Regions from separate parts of the Zea mays genome. Here all the other regions are linked to region 1. Evidence: chromatin contacts called from public Hi-C data. All regions are on one chromosome and are shown on one strand. The core of a region is the stretch at or near the end of the contact, and the rest is flanking DNA. Distances in the headings are between cores, read along the strand shown. Region 1 holds the start of LOC100277625. Region 2 overlaps LOC103634735 (AAA-type ATPase family protein). Region 3 holds the start of LOC103634632 (Fanconi anemia group I protein homolog).

What was found. Hi-C and Micro-C count contacts between places; a contact is called where the count stands out from the background.
Region 2: a contact with region 1 is called in a Hi-C map of ear, with 2.0 times the contacts expected there. The contact joins the enhancer-like site here to the promoter of LOC100277625 in region 1. A contact is called at or near these places in 2 of 25 Hi-C or Micro-C datasets (ear and leaf).
Region 3: a Hi-C map of tassel shows a contact between it and region 1, with 5 times the contacts expected there. The contact joins the promoter of LOC103634632 here to the promoter of LOC100277625 in region 1. A contact is called at or near these places in 3 of 25 Hi-C or Micro-C datasets (ear, endosperm and tassel).

What each region holds. Positions count from the first base shown.
Region 1 is chr1:57,677,667-57,682,185 of Zm-B73-REFERENCE-NAM-5.0, forward strand. LOC100277625 reads left to right here and starts at 2,591. Exons shown (of 1, transcript NM_001151137.3): 1 at 2,591-3,210. The coding sequence starts at 2,689. The coding sequence ends at 3,081. It overlaps LOC100274446 (Suppressor of SWI4 1), which reads left to right. Exons shown (of 7, transcript NM_001148805.1): 7 at 1-323. The coding sequence ends at 99.
Region 2 is chr1:58,140,143-58,144,661 of Zm-B73-REFERENCE-NAM-5.0, forward strand. LOC103634735 (AAA-type ATPase family protein) reads right to left here. Exons shown (of 28, transcript XM_008657320.3): 24 at 4,208-4,392; 25 at 3,991-4,129; 26 at 3,839-3,898; 27 at 3,551-3,655; 28 at 2,291-2,929. The coding sequence ends at 2,816. Among protein-coding and RNA genes, the nearest start is that of LOC103634735, 11 kb to the right of the region's middle. Within about 2 kb of position 2,614, at least 6 of the 20 cell types and tissues checked have an H3K27ac peak or open chromatin away from gene starts, as enhancers often do. A contact at or near this core is called in ear and leaf, where this site is marked.
Region 3 is chr1:57,235,914-57,240,432 of Zm-B73-REFERENCE-NAM-5.0, forward strand. It overlaps LOC103634632 (Fanconi anemia group I protein homolog), which reads right to left and starts at 2,388. Exons shown (of 13, transcript XM_008657224.3): 1 at 1,546-2,388; 2 at 1,377-1,458; 3 at 1,072-1,263; 4 at 898-962; 5 at 613-772; 6 at 296-535; 7 at 87-203. The coding sequence starts at 2,312.

The DNA.
Region 1 (4,519 bases), core at 1,341-3,840:
AAGGAAGTGGTGGGAAAGAAAGGAACAGAAACTGGGGAAGTAGAAGGGCAAGAAGACGATTCTGAGGCCACAGATGAGTCCGAGGATGAGATGGTGTAGGATTTCAGATGTTTTGGACAGGCAGACGCAGGTGTTTTGACAGTCCTGGATGTTTCATGCTGAAACCAACGGGCCCTGTGCCCAATAACGTGGTGCATTCATGCCAATTTTGTCACTGAAGGTGCATTGCATTCGTTGTAACGAAGTGTAACATTGTTTTGCCGATGGTTACCTCTTTTGTGTTATGACAAGTTTGGAGGATAGTTTTTGGTTCGCAGTCTAAGATTTCTCATTCTTGTCGGGGTTTCAGAGGGATGGACATGGGGCTTTTGGTTCAGCTTTTTTCTGACTAGCTTTTCTGAAAATTTGGCTGTGGGGAGAATCTGGCTGTGGGGAGAATCTGAGTATCATTACGATTACGTGTAGAGGAAGATAAAGTTGTTCATAGGGCTCAGGATCTACAAAGTGACGGATTCCTACTATTACAACGACTCAACCGATTATGTGTTTATGTTGATTTTGAATGGTTTTTGTCCCAACGAATTTTATAGAATTTGGCTGAAAAGCTGAGCGTTTTGCAGTGCGCAGCAACTTTTGGTGGCCAGAAGCTGCCAGAAGCCGAAACAAACATGGCCATGATGTCCTACACAACTACAAAGGCTTTGTTTGGTTACGCTGGTACTGATAGTGGGTTGGCATGATGATCTTCATGTTTTGAGGGTTTGTTTATGGGTGATATTTGTATTTTTTTTTCTGGTGGACCCTGTATTCTGTGTTCTCTAAAGTAGGCAGAGGGGTGCTTTAGGGACTGTTTAGGTTGCTGCATTCACCAAAACCGGCCCTGCTCCACTAAGATAAGCTCCTGAAGTGTCATTTGAGGTGCCCTACAAGGACCTTCATTTTTTAGAACAAAATTATTTTTTACAGCGATTAGGCTTGCTATGTTAGATGTGGTTGAGTGTTAGCCTACTAAAAGATGGCATATCCAACAACTAAGTGTCGCAGAGATACATATGTTGTGTTGGATATGTGAGCACACAAGATGTGAGCACACAAGATTGGATGAGTAAGAAACGATGATATGCATGATTGGTTAGGAGTAGCTATTTAATACCGGTTGAGATGGTTTGGGTATGCCCACTGGAGACCCCAGAGGCACCGGTGTATAGAGACATCATAATACTTGTATAGAGACATCATAATACGGGACGATAATGTAAAGAGAGGTAGAGATCAATCAAACTTGACATGAGAGGAGGCAATCAAAAGGGACTTGAAGGAATAGAATACCTCAATAGAGTTGTGTTTGGATAGAAGTGTTTGGAAAGAAGCTATCCACGTGACTGAACCGTGATGAGGTATTTTTCCTTTTAGTGTTCTCAAAATCTTTTTCCCTCCTCTTTCTCTCACTTTCTCTTTTTGTGACATCTTGTTGGGTTTCAACTCTAGCCTACCCCAACTTGCTTGGAACTAAAAGGCTATGTTGCTGTTGTTGATGAGCGACGAGGCAATAGGGGTGATAATGAATCAGATCCAATGTCCCTTTACAAAAAGTTAAGGCCCTTAAATAATATTAGTTCAAAAATGAATAAAAATAGAGTTCGACTCTAATTCGATTTGATTCTTAAAGTTTGTAGTGTAAAATCTAAAGTCCATTACCACCCCTACCAGGCAAGCTCACATGCTGGAACCCTGAAATTTAGAAGGATCCAAAATCTGAAAAGTTATGCTAATTGTCGGGTGATCTAACAGCTAAGATCATCTCTGTTTGATATACTAAACGATGCTGTTAAGCAGTTGCTTTTTATCCTTTCTTATCCTCATATTTAGCAAGCCGAGAGTGACTCCCCAAAAACTTTCTATGCAAAAAAAGTTTTGTGCCTTCTGTTTTTATTCTCTTTTGTGTTTTATTAATAAACTCTAAGCTATTACGTGGAAAAGAATCTTGTTGTGTGTTAGACTTTTTATTTCTGTAGTTTGGAATATTTCTCTAGAGTGTCCAATCAAGCATTTTAGATCATATTTGGAATTGATGAATCAGAAATTTGTATTTATTGTGTACATAGATTTCAGAACTATGTACGTAGTTTTTTTATGCAGATTTCAGAATCATTCAAGAATAATATCATATTTGACGAAAAAAATATAAAACTTTCTAGAACGTGAGAGGGGTGGGGTGGGGCTACCTGCAAATTTGCTTTATTTTCAAATTTGGAATGCATGTGATTGCATGGTATCCCAAACTTATGATGAGATCTCAAGTGTGAGGGGGTGAGGCTACCTGCACGGCCCCCGCCTCCCACGTTGTCTCACTGTGGGGGTGGGGCTACCTGCACGGCCACACCACCAAGCTGTTTCGGTGTTTCCCGTTTCCTTCCCCCGTCCTTGTGTGTGGTTTACCACCACCATTCAGCGCTACTACGTGACTTTTACTCTCATAATTAAATTAAAGATGCTTTGACACTTTAAATTTTTTAAAAGTACTTGTAATTTGGAATCGAGTGAGTGTTTACTCATATCGGTCGTCCACGCTACCCCACCGCTCTCTCTAAAACTAATATCTTCTTCACTTCCCATCCCATTCATTCATCACTCACCAGTCACCACCACTGCCGCGACCGAGAGAGTCAGAGAGAGCAGGCGGCGGCAATGGCTGGCGCTGGGGACGAGTACTACTACGGCGGGCCGGGCCAGCGCGGCGCGCCCCACGGCCTGCTGCTGGCGGTGGTGGTGGGCCTCGTGGTGGCGGGCCCGCTGTTCCTGGGCGGCGGCGGCGAGGCGCTGACGGAAGCCGTGGCGGAGCTGCTGAGCCCGGTGGGGCTCCTCCTCCTCCCCGTGTGCCTGCTGTTCCTCATCCGCCTCCTCTCGTCCGACCGCGGCGCCGCGGCGCTCGCCGACGCCTTCGCCTTCGGCGGGTCCCCCGACGCCGTCCACCGCGTGGGAGGGTCCCCGGTCGGCGTCGCGTTCTTGCTCCTCCTCATCCTCGCGCTGCTCTACTACCGATCCTCGCTCTTCGGCGGCGACGGCGGCGACGACGAGTAGGATAGGAGAGCTGGCGGTTGCGATCTCTGGCTGTCTGTTGGGTTGGTTTCTGTAATGCGAGGTCTGCGAGGGGCGTCTGTGCAAAAGTGCGTGTGTAAAATCGAGCGGAGGCGGTTAATCTGTTGTTTACTTGGTCGGTTTGTGACGCTGAAGCTTCTGTGCGTGTGTTGCGTCGGGCCATGTGCGTGCGCTGTGCTCTTCCCCAGAACCACGTGTACACGCTGTACTATCACCCCACTGACCCAGAACGCCAATGCGTGCCAGTGAATTCCACGTTTAACTTTTACAATACAAACAAGCAAGGGAAAGGGACCGCTCCTGTAAAGTATCACGAAAAGAAAGCGAGAAAAGTTGTCATGTAAATATATGTTTGTTAGATTTATGGAAGATTTTAATTTTTTAATTTAAATTTTGAAATTATTTTAATATTAATTTTTTTAGGTTTTAGGATATCACAGGCTAATGAGACCAACAAGATAGCTAGTTTTTCTAAACAATGGTTTTGTAATCCTAAGGCGCTCAGGCTACCCAAGTCGCGTTTACTTGGGACAATTCTCCCCAGGCAATTCACCTGAAGGGAACACTTTCCAATGGTCTACGATTATTTGCATACTTTTCATAAACGGGAATAAACGAGAACTTCCAAAGATGTTTTTTCTTTCTTTCTATATAGTGTCTAGCATAAGAACTCAAACTTCAGAACCGGACCAGGATTACCATAAGAAACTCACTTCATTAAAACAAACATAACTACATATGGATTTCCCCATTTGGGAAGCTCCAAACACTTCCAAAAAAAAACCTTAGAGCAGATACAAATCCTACTCTTGGATTGCGCAGATGAAGATGAAGTAACACAAGCAACCACAAATGACTATAGAGCTTAAATACTGTTGTTGATTGCTCGTGATTCTCTTTTCTTCATTTCTTGAGTCCTTTTATACGCGATCGAAGAGTGCTTGTCTCTTAACTTAATTGTTCTATAGGCACTGAGAATATTTACTGCTGAAAGACAAGGTATAAGTATAACAGTTTTGTCTATAACCACGTTTTGGTGTAAACCCTATGTAAACCTATTAAAAAAATTTCAAAAAAATCTGAGAAAATATGAATGTACATCTAAGCTTACCTTATTTATATACAAAATTGCATGATCAAATTAATCTTACTATACCAGTGTAGTTGAGCTTCCCATACATCAGAGGACATAGCGAGGACAAAAGATGATAGCAATTCTGACAAGTGTAGTTGGCACGGGGTCTTAAACCTTAGACCCTATTCTAAACCTCTAAAACTAATAGTTAGTAACTAAAATTAGCTGAAAAAACGGGTCAACTAATAAAACCAGCTAATTATTAGTTATGTCTCTTACATAGCTATTAGTTGTTAACTGCTCTAACTTAGTTAATAACTTATTAACTGATTAATAATTATATCT
Region 2 (4,519 bases), core at 1,364-3,863, 460 kb after region 1:
AAGAAAGGAGCAAAAAAACCGAAGAGAACCCTGGTCTGGCGCACCGGACAGTGTCCGGTGCCCAGGGCCGTACGACTTTAAACTTGCCACCTTCGGGTTTCTAGAGAGCCGCTCCGCTATAATTCATCGAACTGTCCGGTGTGCCAGCGGAGCAACAGCTAGCGAGCGCAACGATCGACTCCAACGGTCGCCTGCAACGTGAACAGTACGCGGACAGTTCGCGCAGAGTCAAAGCAGCGTCAGAAGGCGCAGCGGACAGTGAACAATGCATGTCCGGTGCGACACTGGACTCTCCGGTGCCCCAAGAAGTCAGAGCTCCAACGGTCAAAACCGTCAGAACCCTAACGGTTGGGTGACGTGGCTGGCGCACCGGACTGTCTGGTGTGCCCATCGACAGACAGCCTCCCCAACGGTTGAATTGATGGTTGGGGCTATAAATACCCCCCAACCACCACCACTCCAAGTATCCACGTTTTTCAGACATCTCATTCAATACAAGAGCTAGTGCAATCAATACGAGACACAATTCAAAAGAATCAAAGCCTCTCCAAGTCCCAAATACACTCCAAACATCTAGTGACTAGAGAGAGAGTTTTGCTCGTGTTCTTTGAGCTCTTGTTCTTTGATCGCTTTCTTCTTCCTCATTCTTGCTCTTCAAGCACTTGTAATCAAAGCAAGAGACACCAATTGTGTGGTGGTCCTTGTGGGGTCTAAGTGACCCGTTTGATTAAGGAGAAATCTCACTCGGTCTAGGTGACCGTTTGAGAGAGGGAAAGTGTTGAAAGAGACTCGGTCTTTGTGACCACCTCAACGGTGACTAGGTTATTTGGAACCGAACCTCGATAAAACAAATCACCGTGTCATCCGCTCTATTTCTTTGGTTGATTTGTTTTCCTCCTCTCTTTCGGACTCGGATTTATTTTTAACGCTAACCCAGGCTTGTAGTTGTATTTAAAGTTGTAAATTTCAGTTTCCGCCTATCCACTCCCCCTCTAGGCGACTTTCACAAGACTCATGTTGTAGTTCACAACAAAAGTCTTAATCTCTTTAGGTAAATACATTAATATCAAGTGGACAACAAAGTCATTCATTAATTCAATGTCAAAGGACTTAGGGCCTGATTGTTTTGGCTTCTGACCGGATTTGGCCATCAAAATCGGTTTCTAGCCACCAAACGTTTCGCTCTTCAACTCGCTTCTGTGAGAATCATTTTTATGAAAATCATCCAAATCAACGTGAATGCAAAATTCAACGAGTCGTCATGTTGGGAGAAATTTGCCGCTTCCTAAGACCTAAACCTTGCAGACCCCTTCATCTTCGTCCGCACGTAGGCCACACGATATCCATATTCTCGTGACAACTAGATTATCTAGGAATCTAGATTCTCAAAAAAAACTCTTTAGAAAAAAGTTGCCCCAAAGAGACCCTTAAGCTTATTAGTAAAGTTGGTCAGCTTAAATATGTGCTCCCATATGCTAGAGCAATCATACTTTTTAGTAACAATTTTTAATTATGGTTCCAGCATATGCCTTTGCAGAACTAGTGAATTATTGTTGAATCTTGTGAAGTTATTCAGTGGCACTTTGACATTCCGATATTGCTCCTCTAGTAGACGGTATTGCTTCCCTAATAGAATCTATGATACAACTTCTGATGACCATCATACACACTTTATACGTTTGAGATCATATACCATTATAAAGACAGTTTTATTAGTTGCATGAAATTAGGGATGGCAACGAGAAATTCCCCGTCGAGGAATAGCTCCCCATCTCCGTCCCCACGATAAATAAAAATTCCCACGGGAATCCTCACGAACGCTTGCGGGGAACATTTCTTCCTCATCTCCGTTCCCCGCGGGGATAAATCCCCAACGGAGATCCCCGTCTTCATTTAAATTATAATTAAGACATATGTTCTTTGTTATTAATGTTAAACATTGTCAGTTATACACATTATCAGATATAAAAATTTATTATGCAGACATCAAAATGAACACATTTATACAATTAGTTACTTTTCGGTCAGAAGTTCGAACACAAACCCTGGCTTCAATACCACTATTGTTCTAATAGAAACTTGCTTACAAACCCTAGCCATGAGATTAACTATTAGAACGATGGGGGTCAGCTTAAGAACAATAAGATAGACGACAACAGCCTTCACTTTAGTGAGATGGATCGAATCTAAGTGTACCGACCCTCTCTATTTATTGTACACGATGTGAACAGAGATCATAACCACAAGGTTAGTTTTAATTCGACCATTATCAACCTAACGAAGGCACGAAGATACAAAATAATCATGTATTTCATGTTAAATGATTCTAATCAATAAATTAGATTAGGTATAGACATCAACACTAGGTTAATACTCCTGATGCTCATACTGTACACTTGCACAGGCTCTAAATGTTTACAACCTAAATAATGAATTATTTTTTAAGAAACGATGGAAAAGGGTTGTTGGGCGATGTCGTCGCCGTGCTTCCTGTGGAGTGGGAACAACACAAATGGTATATTTTCTTTTCTTTTCTTTCCCAGACAGTGATATGTTGCACTCAAAACTGTTGTTAGGACAACTGCAAGCCAGACCATCCGTCATGTCCAGATGCATGATACATGGCCCAGAGTGGAGGCAGCAACCAATGTGTATACTACTCCATTCCGCTCCACCTGAGCCATCAATTCTCTCAATGGATGGATGGCAGGTGAACCTAGCTCTTTTCCAACTGCACCCGATACACACCCCCAACTGCCTCCAACCATTTCTGCTTTGTGCCAGGGCACTTCTCCCGATATACTTGCAACATCAGCTACATGAAGTAGCTTAGCGTTGTCTTTTTCCTTGACCCGCCTTCTCCATAGAGATCATTCCATTGCACAAGCTCGTTCATGTTACTGGAATCTGAGGAAACACTTGCACACACCTACAAGAAAGTCACCACACTGTGTGTGAGCAATTTACCAACTCAAAACAAACACTGCACAAAATTTCATATCCCAATTCGCCTCAAATGTAGACATTGAACCATTGGAAATTCATTGATAGCAGAGATAAGGAGGTTGAAATGTCCTGTGTTTGAGGGGGAAAATGCCACAAAACTTTAATGTGGTAAGTTAGGTTAGCGTTCCTTTTTAAGAAAAAACGTAGTAGTAATTTTCCTTTTTTAAAAAACAAGGAACAATCATGTAGATCCCTTTACATAACTTCAGTAAACCAGATACTTTTGCTCATAATACATATTATCATTCTAGATTAGGTACAATTAACATGTAACTTTTTTATATAAAAGGACGACCATGTTATCATACACTAGCTTCAGTAAACTAAGGGTTTGTTTGATTGGGATTATAATCTGATCTGGGCAGACTATAATCCCAAACAAACAACCACTAAATACTTTTGTCCACAAGTACATATTATCATTTTAGATTAGGCATGATTAACATGTAATCGTTAATATCATAATAAAGAATTTCAACTGGCAGAAGGACAAACTAGTGTCAAAATAAATGAATCCGAAGTTAATACTTATATAAGATCATACCTGTTCATGCGCATGTATGAAATCACTTATTCTTAATGCACGGACATCATTGCTAGTGTGCGACAGAGGCAATGGCCTATTTTCTGTTTCTGCTGAAGCTCTCTCCTGCAGGTGGACAATGCACTTGAAAATCAATTGCATTAAATATTAAACAAAGAATCCATCCATGTATATCAAATAGAACCAGTATCAAAATAATTCTGTTCCATTGGTTTTGCTAGCACCAACTGATATTCTTAGAACCCCAAGGAGTACAGCACACAGGAAGAACTCGAGGTTGAAACAAACCTTCTTCTCCTTTTCAAGAATCTCCCTAATAGGACGATGAGCAGCAGTAACACAAAGATTCTGAAAATAATCAGTCAAGAGGTTAACGACAACCAATATTTGATTGTAAAACTAAGTACCGTAACAAATTCTTAGTGCTAGTAATATCATACCTTGAGATCACTACCCGAGTACCCTTCTGTCAAGTTAGCTATAGCTTCTAGATCAACATCGTCTGCCAAATCTTCCTTGGCTAGTATTACACTAAGAATCTTTCTCCTATTTGATGCATCTGGCAAATTCACCATCAACCTAGAGAACACACACAAGACTGAGGTCAATAAACTATTGACAGATGTCGTATTAGGCTATAAACAAACAATAAATCACCTCCTTGGAAGCCGCCTAATAACAGCCTCATCAAGATCAAATGGCCTGTTAGTTGCAGCAAGTACTAATACACGTTCTTTCTCCTTTGTTCTCAGACCATCCCAGTTCACCATAAACTCATTTTTCATCTTACGCATGGCTTCATGTTCTCCAGGGTTCTCCCGCCTTCCCAGCATGCCATCAACCTAAAAAATAAAAACAAGAGCAGGATAAATGAGCAGAAAAGTATGCATTAATACGGGATTGACAAACTACAGATATTGTGGTGTCCTGGTACAGATCAAATAAATAGAAATTGTTCATGGATCACAA
Region 3 (4,519 bases), core at 1,138-3,637, 440 kb before region 1:
CCTAACCCTAATGACCTAGCTAATGGGCTTAAGGCCCATAACACAAAAACATAAACAGAAAAAAAAAGTCTGTCAGGTAGTGTTACCTCTGAGTAATAGTTTTGGAAGTGAGGCCAGAGAAAATCAAGGATATTGTCAGAAACAGCTGGATCAGAGATAGCAGTACGTATAAGACCCTCGTACAAGACCTCTTTGACACTGGCCTGCAAGAGCAAACTAACTATGCTGGAAACCGTATGTCTTACTAGAGATGAAGCAGTTGTATGGTAGTACATCATAATGAAACCAGTGAAACCTGATGTGAGAGACATCTCCGAAGCAACCCACTTAGTTCCTGAAAGAGACACCTACCAAACTCTAGATGTGTTTCAGGCTGTTGGCTAGAGCTTGGCTGACTTGTTGAATCTTCAAAAGGATTGGCTTCATTTTTCTTGTTTTCTGCAATAATCAGCTCAATTATAGCATTTGTAGCAGCAATTCGAACCATGTCCTCCCTCTTGAACATCGCCTTTCTTACAACCAGTATTACGTAATCCTGTAAAATACACTCTAAAACAATCAAACGAGTTTTTTACAGCCACATAAGCACAAAATATTGTTAAGGCTGAAGACCTTCAGATCACGGCTGAACTTTGTGAGTGGCAAGATGCAACTGATCAAAGCAGTTGATATCTTGTCATTCATAAAAGAAAAATAATCCAACAACTCCTTTAAATGTGCAATGAATTCCAGCATTGGAAATGGATGACTCAAAATCAAGCATCCAATCAACCTGCAATGAATAGATGGTCAGACGTTTCCTCAAAAAGAAAAGGTAAACATACTGAACTGTAGACTATAACTTGTGCTTTCTAAATTTTAACTAGGGTTGCTATGGCGTACAAGTATGAGTATAACCTGAGAACTGGCACACTTTGCTGAGGCTTTGCCGAGAGAATCCGGAACTTGCACTGTTCAATTATCTAAACCCAAAAGGACAAAAAATGAAACATACCATGTCACATCAAATAAACCAATTTGTAAATATGCTCCGACTTGTTAAGGCAAAGGTCATGCTGTTTCAATACATACCTCAGTCCGTGCCATTTCATGGACCTCAAACAATGATTTGAGCATATTAATGCCTATTTCTTCGGTGCTCATTACTCCTTCACCTAAGCCAGCTTCCTCACCTTGATCACCTTCTGAGACTTCTAACAGGCGAAAAGCCACCTGAACAATGCTTGGCACAACATGCTCCCTGCCAACAATGCTCTCGTCGACCTGCATATAAGAAGCCGTATACACCCGAAAAGAACTATGAATCTAAGCAGCGTTTATGATCAGTTCACAACTGACTTGGCAGGTATTATGAGTATAAGATATGAATCCCTCACAGATTTTAGTATTCCCTTCTCGACACATTGAGTGGCCCGTGCATATTCCCCTTCCATACAATCCGGCAACCACTTGCACCGCCTGAGAGACATCCGCCATCTGATCAGAACAAATTTCTAAAGCAAACACTAGCAATCACAATAGGTAGAGTAACGAGCAATCCGTCACCTTGACATTCGGTAATCCCGGCGGGACACCACGACCGCATCCCGGAGCACACTCACGGCACCCTCGTTGAACCTCGGCACCCTGGCCACGAACAGCATCACTGCCACCGCAAATCCACTGAGAGCGCCCGCGGCGTCAGCCTTGATGGCGGCCAGGACCTCCCTCGCCAGCGCGGGGTCCTGCTTGACCGCGAACGAGACGTTCATCAGCGCGGTGCTCTCGACCTGCCGCGCGATAGACGGCGGCGCGCGAACGCGGGCGCCGCGGCGGCCGCCGAAGAAGCGCAGGAGTCCCGCGAGGACGACGCGCGGGTAGAGCGGCTTGGACGCGAGCAGGAGGAGCTGGTAGGAGAGAGCAGGGAGGTCCTGGGCATCCGCACTTGGAAGGAGAGAGATGATCTTCCCGAGGAAGGCGGGGATGCGGGTGCGGTAGGCCGGCGGGAGGTCGCGGAGTAGTGTGGCGACGGCGAGGAGCGTGGAGGAGGGCCAGCTGGGCGCGGAGAGGAGAGCGGCGAACGCGGAGGAGGCAGAGGATGGGGAGGGTAAGAGAGCGAGGATCGCGGGGAGAAGGGAGAGGTGGCCCGCGGGGGAGGTGGCGGTGAGCGAGGCAACGATATCGGCGAGATCGTCGGGCGGGAGCTCCGGGAGGAGGGGCACCGCGGTGGAGGGGTCGCGCGAGGCGAGGCGGAGAACGATTTCGGCAGTGAGCGGTGGAGGTGGAGGTTGCTGCGAGGAGGGCTGACTGGCAGAGGCCATGGTCGCCGACATCGCCGGAGCGGAAGTCGGCGGCGGGCAGTTCGGATGTTCGGGCGGGAAGTGAGTGGAGTTTTCCCTCTTCGCTCACCGAGTCCCGAGAGGAAGAAGAGCTTCCTTGACAAGCTTGGTCGTTTCGCCTAGATTTGGGCCGGCCCATGTATACTGTGGACTTGGGGTAGGCATCTGACCCAGTCTGGGTTAGGAACTTGGACGCTAGAAACATTTGTGTCCTGTGTGGCTGTGTCTACTCTAGGGTTTGGGCCTGCACTCTTTTCAACATATTTTTCTCTCCTTGACACATTTTTCTTTGACGTCCCGTTTGGATCACTGGAATTAAATTCCATTATAATAATAATAATTTAGATATATATCAATTAAGCTAATTCACTTTTATACAAAATATATTTGTATACTATTATTAGCAAGATGTCCTAAATATTTATGTGCTACATTTTTACTATAGACGAGTGGAACGAAGAGTGTCATGTAAGTTACAGAGTAGAAACAAATTCTACTCATGTTTAAAATCATTTCTTATCCTCCACCCTATGAATTTGAGATAAGCTTATATTTTAACTTTGGAAAGTGGTGGAATGCCAAATTCCAAACTAAATAAGTTACTTTATTGAGTGAATTCCAATTCCTTTAAAATGAAAGGATCCAAACGCCCCGTGGTAGATATACGGTTAAAATTTTCTTTAAATCTAATAAAAATAAGAATAAAGTGATAAAACATATAATGATTATCCCCTTATTATAAATTCATGAGAAAACCTTTACACGAGAAAACTCATATATAATATTAGCTAGTTGCTCATATTTTGCTACGATTTTTATATATCATATAAATAGGTATTAAGATATTTATTAAATATAATTATTGTTTATTTATAAACACCAAGATACGTGTGGTGGTTAGCTCCAAATTTCCGGAGCTAGGGTGTGGATTCGAGTGCTCGCTCGCACTTTTTTGCGCGGTGTGGTAGGCTGGTAGCTGCGTGGGTAGGGTTGGATGCTGAGCAACGCAGTAGTTGGCTGCGTGGGCGCTGGGGTCCACAAAGTTGTGGTAGCATCAGGTGCCCACATTAAGTTCTTAATATAGCAATATAGATAAATAGGTATGAGATATGTATTCAAATATAATTATTGTTTATTTATAAACACTAAGGTAAGTGTAAGTGTGGCCTAGTGGTTACCCTCAAATGGTTGGAGGAATGGGCTGTGGGTTTGAGTGCTCACTTTGAACTATTTTTTGCGCGGTGTGGTAGCACGGATGGTGAAGTAGCACCAGGTGCCCGGCCCATATTAAATTGTTAATAGATTATTATAGTATAGATATAGATAGAGGACAATATACGTCATAGAAATCCCCTTAAAAACAAACAAGAAATATCGTTGTCAGTGAAAAAATCCATACCATCGCATATTGGCAAACGAGACTATGTAGAAGACGAACCCAGCTTGGCTTGGTGTTAGCCTGACATTCCTGGGGGCCTACACTCGAGGCCAAGCTCCATACCGGCTAAGGCTGTCGGCAGTGTGAACTGTGAAGCATACGCTATAAGGATTCAGTTTTACAAGTCAACTGGCGCGCGCCAGCGCGCGTTTAGCTTGTTTTTGATGTTATACGTTTTTATCAAGCTAAATCAAATGGTTTTATTTGTATATAAAATATGGCAACATGTTCTACCACCTAATGAGTTTATAGATGGTTACATGACATAGTAGTATATATAGATATCATATAGCACATCCAGAATAAGGTTTGCTTCAGTAATGACACATAATATTTGGAGACAAAATGAAGAACATGCTTCGTATGTTCAAGGTTGTGTTCAAAAGTATTCTTACACCCAATATAACAGTAGGATATTTCAATCGTAGAGCGAAGTTTTGGTTTATTTGAAGTTCTAGTTGCATCGTTTACCTAGTTGTGTTGCGGACAACATCTACTCTTGTTGATTCTTGGGATCAGTTCTAGTTGCATCGTTTACGTCTACTCTTGTTGATTCTTCGGATTGTGTTTAATTCTGGATGAATGTATCAATGTAGGATGAAAATTTAGTTGTATACTATAGCAAATGTACTAATGGAGATAGTACTATAAGCTGAGATGAGAACTGTGATCCTTTTTGTCGGTGATTCAAATGTAGTTGTAGTAGCTTCACTTATGTTAGCATCAAAAGGGTTTGTTTGTGCAATAGTTAAATTATTTTTAA